2 separate regions of the Oryctolagus cuniculus genome follow, and region 1 is linked to region 2. Evidence: chromatin contacts called from public Micro-C data. All regions are on one chromosome and are shown on one strand. Each heading gives the region's core, a stretch centred on a gene start, on an enhancer-like site or on the middle of the called end of the contact. The rest is flanking DNA. Distances are from core to core; before and after follow the strand shown.

What was found. A called contact is a pair of places that touch in the nucleus more often than the background predicts.
Region 1: a Micro-C map of ear pinna shows a contact between it and region 2, with 7 times the contacts expected there. The contact joins the promoter of SESN2 here to the promoter of YTHDF2 in region 2. A contact is called at or near these places in 2 of 6 Hi-C or Micro-C datasets (ear pinna and an unstated tissue).

Annotation. Positions count from the first base shown.
Region 1 is chr7:143,428,365-143,431,182 of mOryCun1.1, forward strand. SESN2 (sestrin 2) reads right to left here and starts at 1,409. Exons shown (of 9, transcript XM_070078963.1): 1 at 1,016-1,409. The coding sequence starts at 1,276.
Region 2 is chr7:142,976,281-142,978,980 of mOryCun1.1, forward strand. YTHDF2 (YTH N6-methyladenosine RNA binding protein F2) reads right to left here and starts at 1,335. Exons shown (of 5, transcript XM_002716072.5): 1 at 970-1,335; 2 at 448-472. The coding sequence starts at 996.

The sequences.
Region 1 (2,818 bases), core at 159-2,658, 450 kb after region 2:
CCCATGTTTCTTGTTTGGCCTTGAAACTTTTTTTTCAGTACTCCTTGTTGTAAATCCCTGACCACTGAAATTGTATCCAGCATTCAATGCCTTCACTGTTTTTTTTTTAATGATTTTTATTATTTGAAAGGGAAAGTGACACAGAGAGAGAGAAAAAAGAGAGAGAGAATTTTCCTGATCACATTACTCATCTCCCACATGGGTGACAGGGGCCCCACTACTTGGGCCATCTTCTGCTACTTTCCCAGGAATGTAAGCAGCGGGATGGGTTGAAAGTGGGGCAGCTGGGACTCTAACTGGCTCTCCGATATGGTATGCTGGCATTGCAAGAAGCAGCATAACCCACTGTGCCACAATGCCAGCCCTGATATTTTTGAATAAATATGTTATTCTCCTCTGCAGAGTAACCTTTTAGAATATTCCAGGACGTGATTAGATCATTCCCAACACTTCATTTACAAAGTGAGTGATTTGTGAGAAGGAAAAGCCAAAGAGGCTGATATACTAAACTGGGCAGTCTTTTGTCATGGAATCTGCAAGGAAGGAAAGACAGGAAGCGGCACAGTCACTACCATTAACTGGGCTACAGCAGGAGTGGCGCAGCTGCTGTCTCATGTAGCTCTCACACAACCCTGTGAAGCAGGTATTAGGGCACCATTTAACAGACAAGAAAACAGGCTTAGGAGGTGTGTTGGCCAAGGCCAGACGGCTTAGCATTCTGAGCCAGGACTCAAACCCAGGCATTTATGAATCCAAAGTAGAAACTCCAGCACACCCAAATGAGAGGACGACGTGAATCTGCAAGGAGCAGGCAGGCACAGGAACTGGTGCTTAGAGCAGGTGTATTAATTGGCAGTGAGGAACATAACTGTCAAGTGGCCTCTAATAGATGGGTCAGCACATCCCTCCTTGTAGGGGAGCATGTGTGAAAAGCCAAGTTATCCCCTGGAAATGGCCACAGCAGCTGGAGTCCTGGCAAAAGGAACCATGAACCAAGATGAATCACTGAACTCACTCGACTCAGAGCAAATCTGCCGGTCAGAGCTCCATTGCTTTCCTTCCTTTCATTCAGTAAATATTTATTGACCGTGGTGTGTGTACCAGACACTGTGCTGGGCTCTGGGAATCCAGCCATGAAGCTGCCAGCCCAGTGGGATGCCGAGAGGGTGGGGTGTGGCCCCAGCCTGGGCACATTCCTCCCCTCCCCCCTGCCTTGTGATTTTTGGTTCAGTGAAGATCTCTTCCTCCTGTTGCCATACTCTCTCGACTCTTGCATCAGCTATGTTGAGGCCACTGATTGGCCAAAGCTATTTTTATTCCTCAATTGCATTCCAGTCCTGAAGATAAGTCTAGATTGGATTTGAAATGTTTTTCAGGTTTCTTCCGGCTTCAGCTTCTCTTTCAGATTATGACTCTCACAGGATTCTCATCTGTTCTGGGTTTATTCTTCCTAAATTCATTTTCTAATCCCAAATTCCGGGGTGCCCTTGCTATGATAACCTTATATCGCCACCATTCCAGAGCTATGATTTATCAGCCCAAATGTCATTTTCTGAGTTCTTATTGTCTTCCTCCCTCAGCTCTCTGAATCTCAGAACACAACCCCTGCCCCAGGAGGTTTTCAAGGAAAGAAATCCCCCTCCCACAGGCTTGATAAAGTCAGAACAGATCCACTCTCCACCGGCCTATTCACACATTCATTCCATTACTCATGAAGCCCGCATGGTGCTCGGTGCTGGGGGAGGCCCTCCCTGCTCCAGCAGACTTGTTCTGAGCCGTCCCGCTACCCAAGCAGAACTGAAATTGTTCCCCCAGAGATGTGTACTGGGGGCAGCCATACACTCTTGGAGTCAGCTATCTATCTCCCAAGACCACATTCCAGGAGTCAGGCAACCGGGGTGCTAGCTTTTAGCTCTGCGATCCCAGCTGATTTTTGTCTCAGCTCTCAGAATCCGTTTCCTCATCCCTAAAACAAAAGAATTGACCTGAGCTGCTCTAACTTCCAGAGCCCCTGTCGAGGGAACTGGTGCTGCGCGGTGCATATGCTTCGCTTTGCTGGGTTGCGTCCAGGACAGAAACCCTCAGGTTTGGAAAAGCTCGCTCCTCTTATTAAAATAGGAAAACTAACCCGCTGGGTGCTTTGGGGCTATTTGCTTAGCGTTCCCGTTGAGTTTCGTCGGCTGCGTGAGCCCTCAGCGCCCCCTGCAGGTCGGGCCCTGCCACGGCTCAGCCAGAACTGGCTGGGGAAAAAGGGTGGCCCCAAGACCGCCCCCCAAACCGTTCCGCGTTTATAGATCTTTGGGTCCCGTGACATCGCCCAAAGGTCTGGCGAAAAGGCCAGGACCGTGTGGTTGCTGAAGACTTTCCTGCTGCCAGCAAGGGCCAGTCTCTCAAAGGGCTTCGCGGCCTGAACGGACATTGTTCCGGCTCTTAGCCTGGGAGCGGGGAGCCTCGGGTCCGGAGAGATTTTGCCCAGAAAGCTGACCACACAGTGGAGGCTAGAAACTTGAGATCGGCGACTGGATTTCACCTTAAGACTGCCTCACGGAGCCCCACTTTCCTGCCCTCCCTTCCCCCACCCCAACTCCTCAGGCTCGCCCTCACCCCTATATAGACCTGCCCTAGAGCAACACCCCTGGCTCTGGCCACCATCCTGTCCCAGCTCTTCCTACTCCCAAAAGACTTCTAAACCCCTCATCAGCAGCAAAGCCTGCAACTGGGATCGAGATCTGGGAGCTGAAGGTTCCAGTTCTACCCCTTTGCAGAGAGGTTTTCCTCCACAGTGCTGTTTGTCAAACCCCTTCGCGAGGCTTGATGG
Region 2 (2,700 bases), core at 85-2,584:
GCTCGGACTTAAAGAGAAAGGAGATACTTAATGCTGAATCAACGTCCGTCCATGAAATGTCTCCCTCCACCCGGAGCAAGTTGATCTAAAAAAGGTCATTTTCTTGGCTCCTCCAGATTTCCATTCCCTCCCGCTTCCCCTCCCCCGTCACAAGTGAGTACTTCCAGAAAGTGATCCACGAGGATGAAAAACAAAGGCCTTCTGAGACCTACAGGAAACTCGGGACCTGGGGCATTTCAAAGCCGAATCCACCCCCACCCTCAGTGAACGACTCCCAGTTGCGGAGCAAGCGGCTCGCCGGCTGCAACAACACCCCGAGAGGGTCCCACGCCCCAGTGCGAGGCACCTGCGCGCCCGGCGGCGCCCGCAGGGTCCCCTCCCGGAGGCGCTGCCCGGAGACCCCGCCCCCGCCGCCCCCCGGCCGCCCGCCCGCCGAGCGGGGCTTACCTTTGTTTCCTTGACCTTTTGGTCTCTGCGGGCGCAGGGAGCGTCGCCGAGCAGCGAGTGTCGTCCGAGGGGGAGAAAGGGGGAAAAGACGAGACGAGTGAAAGCAGGGCCCGAGCAGGGAAGAAAGCAGCAGGCCCGAGGGGAGGCGTCAGGAATGGTGGTGAGGGGGAGGTGGAAAAATGGGAGGCGGGGAAAGGCGCTAGGCCGGCGGGGCCCGGGGAGAAGGAGCCGGGGACGCGCCAGCCGCGCCGCGAGGGAAGCGGGGCTTCCAGGAAGGGGAAGGAAGACGAGGGCCCGCCGAGAGGAGGAGCGCGGCGCGGCCCGGGGGCTGCGGGGCCCCGCGGAGAAGCGGCAAGAGCGGGCTGAGGGCGAGGCGCTGGGTGCGGCCGGCCCGAGAGGCCCGAAACCCGGCCCGCGAGAGGCGCCGCCTCGGCTCGGCCCGACCGGGGGCGGCGGGCCCGGGCCTAGTCGGGCTCCCTCTCGCCTCACACAATGGCCGAGGCATGCGGGCTGGGCCTGTACCTGCTCCAAGAGGCTGCTGGCCGACATGGCTCTCGGATCCTCACGGGCGGCGACGGCGTCGGACTCTCCCTCGGGGCGGCGGCAGCGGCGGCGGCAGCGGATGAGCCCCGGCGGCGCGGCGGCGGCTTTTGTCCCTGACACTCGGGAGCCTCGGCGGACGCAGCGGAGACACAGCGCGCGGCTCGGGCTCCGGCTCCGACTCGGCGACGCTCTAGCCCCAGAGCTCAACGCCCGTCTCTATGCTCCTGCGCGCGCGCCCGCCCCTCACAGCAGAAATAAGGGCGCCGAGAAGGCGGAGGCGGACGGCGCGCGCGGCGCGAGCGCTGACTCTCACATTCACTCACCCACGCGGAAGAGGCCCGGCGCGAAGCACCCCGGGAAAGAAGAGGCGGGGCTGTGGCGCCCTCTGCTGGGCTGGAGGAGCGGAAGAGGCGCGCGCGGCCTCCCGGCTCCCACCGCCTCGGGATTGGGGCCTAGGAGGTGGAGGGGGGCTAGGGTCTCAGCGCGAGGTTTTCGATTAACACCTGAAGAGACTGGTTTTAGCTTGAGAAGAACCACAAAAATCTGGTTTTCAATGAGGGGGCGACCCCCGCAGCCGGCGAGACCTTAAAATAAACCTACTTCCCGGTTGCAAATGACACCCCCGCCCCTATTTGGAAGGAAATCCCAAAGGGAAGGGGGCGGTATGAGAACCCCCAAGGGAATTTCTCCGGGTCTTTTTTGGAGAGAAACTGGACAAGGGATCTGGTCATCCTCCTCAGCGGACTGCAGAGAGAGTACCCAAAGAGCACTACATCCACACAAAATACATCCTGTCCCAGGCAAAAGCAATTCACCCCACCACGCTGCAGGCAGGAATATCTACAATTCCTTTTCAGAACCGTGGGCTATCTTTCCAAGAAAAATAACACCTCACGCAACTGTGCAAAATTGCACTCGCACTTTGGAGTCCAGAGAACCCCTAAGTGTACAGACCTCAAAAGGGAATGTCCTTGATCTGGGAAAACCTGCGGTGGGCTTTCAGCAACTGGGGAAACAGAGAGGTTAAGTAATCTGCCCAAGGTTACAAAGCTACTACTAAGTATGCTGGAGTATCTCACCCAAAAAGGATAGTGGTGTCCCTCCACTCTGGAGAGAAATACTGCATTCAGGAAAACCAGAATCCAAGAGATCCAAAGGGCGGGTAAAAGCATTTTTAATCAGAGGGAAACCCAATTCATGCAGGGATACTTGATAGCAGGATAGCCCATCTCCTAGTGGCTTTTGTTCAAATAAAATAGTAGTCACCAGATAAATAATGCACTGTGAATTATCAACCTAATACCATCTGCTCAGTGATGGTATACAGGAGACCTTGGTAGACTCAAGAATACATCATCCTTTTTTTCAAAGGGCTCAAGGCTCTTTGTTTCTGCCCATAATCACATGACAGCAATGAATAAGGTCAATAGTGGAGCCTAAAATGTTAAGTATCCATGTAGATCCTGCCAGAGGAAATCAAGTATGTTTTAGGAGATAACCAGCCGGTTACTCCTGTGGCCTGGATTCAAGCCTGAACAGGAAGCAGTTGCCCACACTTACCCTTAGAGGCAGCGCAGTACTGTAAAAAGATCAGATCAGAAGTCTTATCCTGGGAGGGGAGGCTCTAAACACCAGATGGGCAGCATTAGGAAAATTACCAAACTTTCCTCATTCCCTCCTTTAACAAAGGGATAATAATACTCAACAGGT